Regions from separate parts of the Capsicum annuum genome. Here region 2 is linked to region 1. The links are chromatin contacts, called in public Hi-C maps. All regions are on one chromosome and are shown on one strand. The core of a region is the stretch at or near the end of the contact, and the rest is flanking DNA. Distances in the headings are between cores, read along the strand shown.

What was found. A called contact is a pair of places that touch in the nucleus more often than the background predicts.
Region 2: a contact with region 1 is called in a Hi-C map of leaf, with 2.7 times the contacts expected there. The contact joins the promoter of LOC107842165 here to the promoter of LOC107842221 in region 1. A contact is called at or near these places in 2 of 5 Hi-C or Micro-C datasets (leaf and placenta).

The regions. Positions count from the first base shown.
Region 1 is chr1:191,833,372-191,839,229 of UCD10Xv1.1, reverse strand. It overlaps LOC107842221 (histone H3.2), which reads left to right and starts at 3,527. Exons shown (of 1, transcript XM_016685977.2): 1 at 3,527-4,163. The coding sequence starts at 3,633. The coding sequence ends at 4,043. LOC107842195 reads right to left here. Exons shown (of 12, transcript XM_047408377.1): 10 at 5,829-5,858; 11 at 5,139-5,441; 12 at 4,496-5,021. The coding sequence ends at 4,722.
Region 2 is chr1:192,351,712-192,357,706 of UCD10Xv1.1, reverse strand. LOC107842165 reads right to left here and starts at 3,334. Exons shown (of 12, transcript XM_016685923.2): 1 at 2,664-3,334; 2 at 1,714-1,893; 3 at 1,474-1,584; 4 at 595-930; 5 at 316-492; 6 at 1-205. The coding sequence starts at 2,846.

The sequences.
Region 1 (5,858 bases), core at 2,278-4,777:
TAAGTTATTTCTTTTTCAAGAATAAGGCAAAGTTAAGTGTTGACTTTAGTTGACATTTTTTAGTCTTTAATGTATTTTTTCTTAATCTGTGAAAATTTAATCTTGAACTAGTTGTGAATGTTTGCTACTAGTTTCCCGGTTCTATTTATTGTTTTGTTCTTCATTTCTTTGAGTCTTCAATGAATGCTCCTTGAAAGTTGTATCTTTAAATGATTCCTTTTTTGTTTGAATCAAGTCCCAACTTATTGGTACTTATTTATTCTTCAATGCTTCAAGTCATTTTTTTTGTCGTCCAACACAAAAATCAAAGTCATCACTAAAACGATACTTTAACAATAATTTTTTTTCTTTGATCAAGATTTTGTTCCATTGAATTTTTCTGACAAGGCTTTGAACAAGATAGCAAATAATGTGTATTACTAAATATGTGTACTCTTTTTTCTTTAATATGATTTTTTTCTCACGGGATGTTTCCTAGTAAGGTTTAAGTGAGACACATTATCTATTAATGGACATCCAAGGAAGAGTGTTGTAAATAATATCATTACGTGTGGATGACCATTAATCCTAAGGTGTAACTCCACCATTATATTTAGTAAATATCCATACTCCATTACATCTCCCACACTCCCCTAATCTTTCCCACATTCTCAAGAGTTAATGGTATGTTTAAAGCAACCTTACAACTATCCTCTCGTAATAGTATAGACAGGGTATGATAGGTAATCGATGACACACTTGAAATACTTTGATATTTGGAAGAATAAGAAAATTCTCTCTTCATTAATCATTTTTTGTCTACTTTATTACTTCATATTGTTAATCTTTTAACTTATTTTTAAAACAAAAACTAAATTTTGACCAAAAAAAATACTTTTTCTAGATTTTAAAATCTTAAATTTTTTCAATGAAAACTTGACTAGTTTTATCACTAAATAATATTTTCAAAAACTCTCTCCCAATAGTAGCAAAACTACGGTCCAAAAAAAATTGATAAAAATAAGAGAAAAAACATAACGACACCACTGAATTTGTTAGAGATTTTCAAAAAGGCATTCTAACTTTGCGGGTGTCCTATTACCCTTTTAATAATTTTAAAATAATATTAATACACCTTTGTTAGTTGAATTTCAATCACAAGAAAGAGATTAAATTCACGCACCAATCATTATCTCCCATGTGTTAAATACATTAATTCATATTTTATTTATATTTTTTAATAAAGTTTTCTTTCTTATTTTATAAATAGATAAAAATACATTTATCAATCCATTGAATAATATTTTATTTATTATTTTATTTATCAATCCATTGAATAAATACATTTAATATTTTATTTCATTTTACATTTAATAATATTTTATTTATTATTAAGAACCATAATAAAATATAAATGTGTTTAACCACCCCCCACCCCCACCCACCCACCATCAAAACACACACTCACTAGGAGCCCGTTTGGATAGGCTGAAAAAAAACGGTTGAAAAAAAGTTTTTTAAAAGTACTTTTGAAAGTGATGAACTATTTTAAAAATAAGCAGTTAAGTGTTTGGATAAAGTGCTGAAACTGGAAAAAAGTTATTGATGTGTTTCGTAAAAAATGCTTTTAAGCATTTTTTTATTAAAATGACTAAAATACCCTTGTAGTTGTTAATAATATATAGAGTTGATTATTATTAATTTTTATTGCCATAGAGTAGAAATTATTTAAGGAGGCTATTAATATTTGTCATGTTGAATTTTACGTATTTGACAAAAATTCATAAGAATATTTTTATATTTAAAAATACTTTAAAACATTGTAAATTTTTCATATTTTTTAATTTTCATATCCAATCCACCTACATTATATAAGTTGAAGTGGAAGAAATATATTACTATTTACTATTAAGAAAATTTCTTTAGACAAAATTATTTCTTCGTAGATTGATGGTTTTATAATTCTTAATTTTGTCTTCAATTAATAATTAAATTATTAATTAGCGATTCAATGAATTTGATTATTTCATAAATTGATGGTTTTATAATTCTTAAATTCACTGAATCATTAGTTGATGGTTTAATAATAGATTTTATTATTCTTAAATTATTAGTTTGATGGTTTAATAAATTGATGGTTTTTCAAAATTAGATTAGCGGGGTAGGCTAAATATTTTCACTGAATCATGAAAAAAATTATTAATTAGTTAAAACTCACTGAATCATTAATTCACTGAATCGTTAATTCACGAAGAAAGCATTAATTAGCACTTAATTAGCGTGTCCTCTAATTAATATTATTATTTTTTATTGCTAAAATAATTTAAATTAATATATATATATATATATATATTAAATTATGCATTAGCAAACTTTGTGGACAATTTTGGAATAAGGAAAAATTATAAAGGCACAAAAGTCATTTATTTGGTCAATGGAGAATAGATTATAATTTGAAAAATAATAAGCTCCCATTTGGAGCTTATTGTTTTTAGCTTAAAAAAAAGAAGCTAAAAACAACTTTTTTAAAGCCATTTTGAAATTTGCCAAATACCCTTTTAAACTAAAAAGTGATTATAATTTATTTTGACCAGATTATAATATCTTCCAAACGGGCACTAGATCCCTTAAATAATTTGTTCCACCTTGTTGCAGAAGCAGAATCCCCCACCCCCATCCCGCTCATTCGACGTCCGCTCATCGTTCCGAACTTTCAATGAAAACATCATTATCTTCTAATAAATTCTAATTTTCTTTTACAATAGTCAAATTCAATTTATCAATGAATTTAAATTTATAAATCAAAAACTCTATACTAGCGATGTGATTGAAACTCCATTTAATGAAGTTTTATTGTTCTTAATAAAAATAGATAAATACTCACTTCATAAAAAAGAAAAGAAAGAGCAATCTTGTATCAAGGAATAGAATCAAGTAGAAAAAGCGTTTTAAAAAACATATCTAAGAATAAGAGGAAAAAAGGTAGTATACAAATGTTCAGTCGAAGAAGACAATGGTGTTTTTGTGTGGGTGGGGTGGCGGTGAGGGGGGAGCGGAGAGGGGGTAGGGAATAATTGAAAAAGGTAAATAAATGTTGATTTCTTTTTAAAAGATAGATTTTATAAAGAATAGACAAAATTATTTATACGTGGCACTTTTTAATTTGTTGTTGAAGTCAATATTTCTCCTTCACGCGCCTCATTTTCATGGAACACAAATCTTGGCTGAAATTCAATCAAAATGGTCTATTTGCACTGGTCTTTATAAATTTTGTGGGGTAATAGGTCGCCCCAAAGTTAAAGTATCTTTTTGCAAATGTCGAACAAGTTCAGTAATGACTTTATGTCTTTATATAACTTGACGTGGCAAAAGTAACGTAAAAGAAAATACTACTCTTTGCGCTTTCCACGTGTCGCATACACATTCGTTACATTGATAGCACTTGGATCGCTATCCAAGCAGTCAACTTTCCTCCAATCTGCACCGTCTATTTAAAATCTCAATCAATTTAATCAACGGCACCAAAACTAATTTCAAACTCCAAAATTTCCAACCTTCCCGCCCCGCTATCTCTCTATATAAATTCCTCATCACCCATTTCCCAAATTCACCATTCCACAAGTCAACATTGTCTCACTACATGTCCGGTAAAAATGGCCCGTACCAAGCAAACAGCTCGTAAATCCACAGGCGGAAAGGCTCCAAGGAAGCAGCTAGCAACCAAGGCTGCAAGAAAGTCAGCTCCAGCAACCGGAGGAGTGAAAAAGCCTCACCGTTTCAGGCCAGGAACCGTTGCTTTGAGGGAAATCAGGAAGTATCAGAAATCGACGGAGTTGTTGATTAGGAAGTTGCCGTTTCAGAGGCTGGTGAGGGAAATTGCACAGGATTTCAAGACGGATCTGAGGTTTCAGAGTAGTGCTGTTGCTGCTCTACAAGAGGCTGCTGAGGCATACCTGGTTGGTTTGTTTGAAGATACTAATCTCTGTGCTATTCATGCTAAGAGGGTTACGATTATGCCTAAGGATATTCAGCTTGCTAGGAGGATTCGTGGAGAAAGGGCTTAAGAAGAAGATGATCTTTCGGGTTAATGTCTAATAGTTGATTTCAGTTGTAGTGTGTGTAAAATGTTGGTTTACAAGTAATCTGCAATCTGATTAATGAAATCCGAACTTCATTTTATTCAATCAATGATCTTGCTATTACATCCGTGTGATATTTCCCAACCATTGAATACTGTTTGTAGTTGGGCTAGTAATTTGGTTTGTGAGTGTATGGTATTATTATGTAGGTGTCTTATTTTTTATTTGTATTATTCCATCCATTTTGTTTTATGTTGTATTACAATTTTGTTTACTATTTTTTGTCTTGAATTGGGGTCCTATTAGAAACAGTCTTTTTACTTTTTTCGAGACAGTGATATGAATTGTGTATATTTTATCCTCCCCAACCACATTATGTGGGAATACATTGAGTTTGTTGAATATTGTTTGTGTAGCATTATGTTGATCTTTATACATTTCCAGGACAAGAGCACTGAACAAATTTTGAAATTTGTAGTCTTCAATCAACATGACAAATTGATCATATGGAACAGGTTAGACTTATCTCTCACCAACACAAATATGTGCTGAGTAACTCTGAATGTAACAAATCTCTTGATTTGCGAAACAAATAAATGAAGCGCTTATTTTTCCCCAGTAAGATTCAACTCCAGGTATTATTTAGCAACTTTGCATTTGTTGCTAAATATTGGATGAAGTAGATGGTGTACTCCAAATTTTTCTTTGCTCATTGAAACTTCCAATTACAGCTGACTGGTTTTTATTCCCAAGTCGTTTTATTAAAATATTGTAATAAACTGATGGATCCAGATTCACCATTACTCTAACTGCTTTTCCCTGTGCTTTGTCAATAATAATTTCACCATCTTCAGATTCAACTCCAGTAGCACTCACTTTTAACTTCTTTACTTCAAAGGTTGATTTTAGTGCAGAGAGATCTCCAGCTACTACAGCTCCAAGGATCTCACCAATAAACATATCCTGAAATATTATGAATGCTATTACAGGCAAAAGTATCAACAAGTGAAATTCATTAACTACAAGGAAACATAATGAAACAGAGCCAGTAGAGGATAAATTGAGTTAAGAATTATATACCACATGCTGGTATACAGGATTCGTCTCTTGCAGACGATATAACCTAGACATCAAGCGCCTGGTGAAGATGGCTTCTGGTGTCCTTTCCACGTACAGTTTTTCAAGAATTTGAGGGAATGCACTGACTTTCCGCTGCATTCCAAGTGGAATGAGAGTGATATTATGTTCAGAACTCAGAACTGTTTTTGCAGCAAAAGGGTCAAGAAACATATTCAGTTCCGCAAATTTGTTACAAGGGAAATTGATGACATTTCCCTTCTCTATGTCATCATAATTGATGTGTCCCCCAACAATTAATATATCCTGCATAAAAATTCAGAAGATAATACCTTTCACATTAATGAAAATATCTAAGATGGATATATCAAGTCACAACCCATAAAGCAAAACATTGTCATTGATATGACAAGGATTTACATAGAGATCAATTACAACGGAATAAAACAGCTCTCTAAGCTAAAACAGCTATCTAAGCTAAAGGATATCTTAATATGTTTGTAATGTGAAATTTGAGGGAGTTGACTGACAAGGGAAGTTTACATATGAAAAGACTAAATCTACCTGGGTCTAAGAGAAGGATCTGCAACTAAACTCTCTCTATCACGTTAGGATCTATATATTACAATTGGTTCTTAACTGAAGAATATTGTTTCTTTCTACAAAGACCAGAAGAATAGAGGAACCACTTGCCTGTATATCCTTGCTTGTAATCTTGCTTTC
Region 2 (5,995 bases), core at 2,085-4,584, 520 kb before region 1:
TTCGTGCTACGCTGAACTTTGGAGTTATATGACCATCAAATAGTGGATTTGATCCGTCAGGAATCCCATATGGCTTGTTTGAAGTAATTACAGTGATATTGATATATTCCATTTCTGCAAATTCATTTTCTCCGTGCTGATTGTGCTGTTTCTGCATGATTGAAGCAGCTACACCAGACATAAAGGAGTCCCACATAAAATAACTCTGCGTTTAGCAACACAAAATAAATCTGCATTTAGCAACATTGTCATCAGTAAATCCCATTTTCACTGATGTTTTCATATATACCAAGCTCAACATTTCTAAAATATTACCATGTTGAATTGGTCATCAAACCAAGTATCACGAGCCATTTTCAGAGACTTGAAACAGTATTGTGCCTCGTAAGTGTGCTGATTCTTCTCAAAAGTTTTAATAAACTTTCCAGTTACGGGAATGGTGTTTGTGGCATCCAATGGGACAAGTGTAACTTGAATGCCTGAATGAAATACCTACACCATAAGGGAATGATGACAGTTACTAACTATTAGGATTAGTTACAATACATCTATATAAAAGAACATGCAGTGGAACGTCGATTGATTTTTGTATACCTGATATGCAGCAAAGGGATCCATAAAGAAGTTGAACTCTGCATAAGGGTTACTTGTGTAATCTGTGAACAAATTGCCAATGTCACCACATTGCTGAGCTTGGCAAGAGGAGCTGACATTTTGTGGACAGCAACCTGTAGGATTTTTTGACCTTACACCACCTCCCATTATGTAAATGTGTTCGATATTTTTCTTTAAATGTGGATTACTTTGGAGAAATAGTGCAAAATTTGTATGTGATGCAATGAGGAAAACCACTGTGGGCCCAGATGAAATTGTGTTGATCATTACTTGCTGCGCTGTTGGCTGTCGAAGAGGTGAATAATGTCTCTTCCCCTATTGTGAAGTGAAAGATTAACATGTTATGAAAACATTTTAAACGTGGGGGAACTAAGTAATAGAATTGAGCTTCTTCAAATAGTTGCATTAGTGCCAAGTCTAGGGATTCACATTCAGCACCTTCACAAGTAAGGTTCTTCACTATTCATATCCAAGAATCAGTTATATAATATTTGCGACACGCTATTACTTTCTTATGCTATATGCCATATCATTGTGACTGACTGCCAGGCAAAAAAGACAGATTTAAGTAGGCAGTTGCCTTTGGTTGATTAACTGATTTTCTGCCGTTACATTCAATCATACTGCAGACTGAAGCTAAAGTGTCTAATTGTACTTCTTGTGTAAAACCAGAAACGAGAGATAACAGTTAGGCTAAAGATAGCCCGTGCTTTACACAGGAGCATCAGATAATTTGAAATGAACAGAAAGGTGGAGACAAAAGTGATTACTTTTGTATCCTAGATCAACAATCCTATTAATGTGATTAAGGCAGCTATACAAAGTTATCCTACATTCAGTTTTAGTGCGAAATGGTACCTGTGGGAGGAAGCTCTTTCTGAATCCAAAATTTGAGTCAATGTCCAAACGTCCTCCGGTACCCACAGGAATAGCTTGTCTGTATCTACAATACCCAGCTGTACCATTTCCCTAACAAATCAGTGAACAGTTAGTACATTCAAGGAAAATTATGGAGATGTATAACTTATCAGCAATTTGACATTAAAACATATGTTTTTTTTAAATTGCAAAAAAAAAATAAAATAAAATAAAATTCACCTGATCAATTATAGGGAGATATCCCCCAACATTTGGCAGAATGGTACCACTGGGAAGTATTCCACCTTCACCTCCCACACCAACAGCAATATCGTCACGCCCCATCATGTAAAGCATGTCATACACCTGATTTACAGCATGTCCTGCATCACTCCATGCGTTTGTGCTAATAGTTATTGCCTGCAGCAAAAATCTCCCTCAAGTAGTTTTATAGGAAAACTTACGTTACGAGCTGGTAGTATGCCTCTATTGCACGAATTATCAAAGGGATTGCCCCCTTCCAAGTTATATCATTTTCCCTGACATGCTTTAAACAAACAAAAAAAATAATGGTACAAGTTGTTTGATCCCTAGTCATGACTTCAAACAATTGTGACACTGCTTAGTTTTAAAAGTTGTTCAAAAGAGAGTAAGTCTTTAGCAACTTTTAGTTATTCCTATGAAAGCCAGAATAGAAGATTGCGAAGACAGTATTAAATTACCTGATTTAACAAGTGTAGTTAATCTAATCATTATTAGCACTCTAATTTAAGGAAGCAACTCTTATTTAACAACTACTCTATAAAAAGAAATTAAAGCTAATTGAATTGGATCACAAAATAAGGACTAGACAGTTTTGATCCCACCTTTAGCGTGAAAAGAATTCTCAACATAGACATGTACACAGAGAGATTATAGCTGATATCCAAAAATCAAAGGTGAAGATAAAAAAAAGAGAAAGGAATATACACCAACCATAACACAACAATAATGCCTCAACCCAAGCTAGTGGGCATTTGGCCCCTGGTGAACAAGTAATACACAACAACAACAACAATGACAACAGCAACAACAAATACCCAGTGTAGTCCCACGCAGCACTTACCCTTACCTCCTAGAGATGGAGAGGAGAACAAGTAATATATTTATATGACAGCCTCAGCAAGAATAGAAACAAGAGTGAGTAAAACCTTTAAGTCCATTTGTGATGTGTTAAGCTTCAAAAGGTACAATAGAGCAAAGAAATCATCAGTATCCATATCTGTATCCACAAGAATTCGATGACCCTTTACTCCACTTGCCAACAATATTACCACCATCATTATCATTAGGACAACTTTACGTAAAAACAACACCTTCTCTTTCTCCTTCATCACAACTAATTAAGCTCAAATTCTTTTTTGGGCCACAGATCAACTGGCTATGTTGTTGTTGTATTCAAAGTATTAATGGAAATAAACAGTGGGGGTAGGAACTGCACATAACAGTTGGACTGGTTGTAGAATTGTTGAAGAGAAAGCATGTGCAACATATTTTATAGACAGCATAAAACAAATTAAGTAGCAATTTAAATCATCAGCGGTTAGAAAGTAACACTCTGCTCTACAAAGTACAATTTTGTCTGAGCTCCACTAATTGGAATCTAAATTGCTCGGCCTCTTCAAAAATGTTGATGTACTTGTATCGGATCCTCTAAGAATACACTACTTTCGAAGGATTCGATATGCACCCGAATGACAATTTTTGAAACATCCGAGCAACATACTTTGGAATTCTCGCTAGGATGTTCCACTTTAGAGTTAAAGTACTTTCTGGCAAAGACGACATCATTAATTTTGACGTTCAAATATGAAAGAGTACTTACTATGCAACATAATTTTTTAGTAGTTTTCATTAAGACTTCCACTTAACCAGTTTAAATAGAGCAGACTAACTATAAGTTTCAATTTATTTATGTGATTTTGAAATATAAAGAAGATTTTTGAATTGTGTGGTATTACATGTAGAATGCGTCAAAACCAATACTTTAATTTTTTCCTCCTAAACATGTCACGTGAAAAATTAAATTAAATAAATATTTCTTTTTAAAATAAACTAAAAAAAAATGACAAATTACTTTATCTTCAACCGATATATAGAAAGAAACTAAGTTTTCTACAAAATCAGTCGTCGTATAAAATTGTACGTTATATATCCGTCATTGGGTTGTCATTTTCATAAAACATGTATACATCCTTCATTAGTGCAAAAAAAAAAGTCCATTTTTTTAATTAAAGCGCATGTTTTACGTTGTTTCACAATATACAAATATAATAACTTTATATAGCTTTTTTGGTATATATTTATTTTGTTCCTTTTTACTTGTCATGTATGGAATTTACACAAAATTATTTAATTTTTGGCCCCATTAATAAAAGTTGTGATACTTCTGCTCTGCCACATTCCTCCTCCTTCTTCTTCTCTGTTATCTTCATACGTGCAGCAAGAAATCGAATACTCATTTATTTTGGTTGAAGAGACTTGTAGGATATCATTTTTTAGTTTTGTTGAGCTTCTTATTTTGTACAAGAAAATACAGTGGGTCTATTAGTTTTTGAACTTTTAGTTGAATTTAACAAATAAAATTAGAGAAAACTACGAGCATAACAAACTTAAGGCCTTAATTAATGGATTCGATTCCTTTTCATTTTCTTTCTCTTTATTTTTCTGAAGTTTTTATTTAGATTAGTGATACATGACAAAGATTAAATTTAATAATTAAGATTTAGTTATCCAAAATAAATCACTAATTATAATTTAGATAATAATTAAAGTATATTATTTGGTTTCACAAATTATTGTAATCTCACGATCTTAGATAGGGGAAAAAAATTGCCTTCCTAATTGTTTTTTTCTCTACGCACATCCATCTTTCAATTTCTTCTAGAATTAATTTTTTTGCCGCATTTTTTTATTGAAACTTTCTCTTTAACAATTATCTTCAGAAAATTGATTTTCACAATAAAAATGTGGAGAAAATACGAGAAATAATTGGCTCTCCATTGGCAAATGTTTAAAGAAAAAGTTCCAAAAAAGGCAATAAAAATTAACTTACAAAAATAAAATAACTAAAGTTGCGTAGGAAAAAATAATGGAGAGAAAAATTGATTTTCTATATTTATGGACAAGATAATACTATGTTGCTAAGATTGTGGGATTATAATAATTTTTAAAATCAAATAATATAATTTAATTGGTATCTAAATCATGATTAGAGATTTACTTTGGACATGTAAATTATAACCATTAAATTTAACCTTTGTCATGTGTCTCTAATCCAAGTAAGAAGTTGGAAAAAAATAAAGAAAAAGGAAATGGAGAGGAGCTAGATCGCCATAACAATATTTTTGTTATGAAATAACTAAGAATAAAGAAGAATAGTAGAGAGAGAATAGATAGTAATTCTTATTTCTTTGAGGGATGAGAAATCATAAGATTGAGGATACAATGAACAAAACACCTCTATTTATAGAGGAAAATATTCCTAGTTTCTCTCTAAAAGATAGATATTTCATATCCTAGTAGATATAAACTAGATCTTGATAAATCTTATATATATTCTTGATAGACATTCACTATAATGTAAATACATTCATAACACTCCCCCTTGAATGTCTAGATAGATAATGTGACTTGTTAAAACCCTACTAGAAAAAATCCAGTGAGAAAAAAATCTAGAAGAAAAAAAAGTACACATCTCTAACAATACGTATTTCGTCTGCCTCATTAAAAACCTTAGAAGGAAAACCTAGTGGGACAAAACCTTGAAAGGAAAAAAGAGTACAACGCACATTTGTTTCCCCTGATGAGAATATCAATGAACCTTTACATCCCAATCTTGTGTACCATCTTCTTGAAAGTTGCAGTTGGAAGAAACTTGGTGAATAAATCAGCCATATTGCCACTTTAACGAATTTATTGCACGTTAATATCACCATTATTTTTGTAGCTCATGTGTATAAAAAAACTTTGGCAAAATGTGCTTCGTTCTATCTCCTTTTATGCATCTTTCCTTAAGTCAGGGGTGGATCTAGCCTTGCGGGTGTAGGTTCCCAGGAACCCTCAAGTATTTTCGTATACCTTGTAATTATATTAAAAATCTATTAAATATATAAGAATAATAAGTGAGGAACCCATTAACAAAGTTGTTAGTTGGCTTAATGGTTCAAAAAGGGTTGAAGAAATGCCTCACATGCTATACCCAAGTTTGAATCTCCTTTCTAAGATCACTTTTATTTTATTGGGAACCTACAAACATAAAATCCTGGATCCGCCTCTACCTTAAGTTGTGTTATCCATGTTGTATTATCTTCATATAAAATCATGGATACTTTTTCACATTTCAAACCACCTTTTTCTCAAATGAGATGTATCATAGACTTCAACCACACTCATTCTCGACTTGCTTCATGAATAGCTATTATCTCAGGATGGTTCTATGAGGTAGCTACGATAGACTGCTTTGTATATCTCCAAGATATGG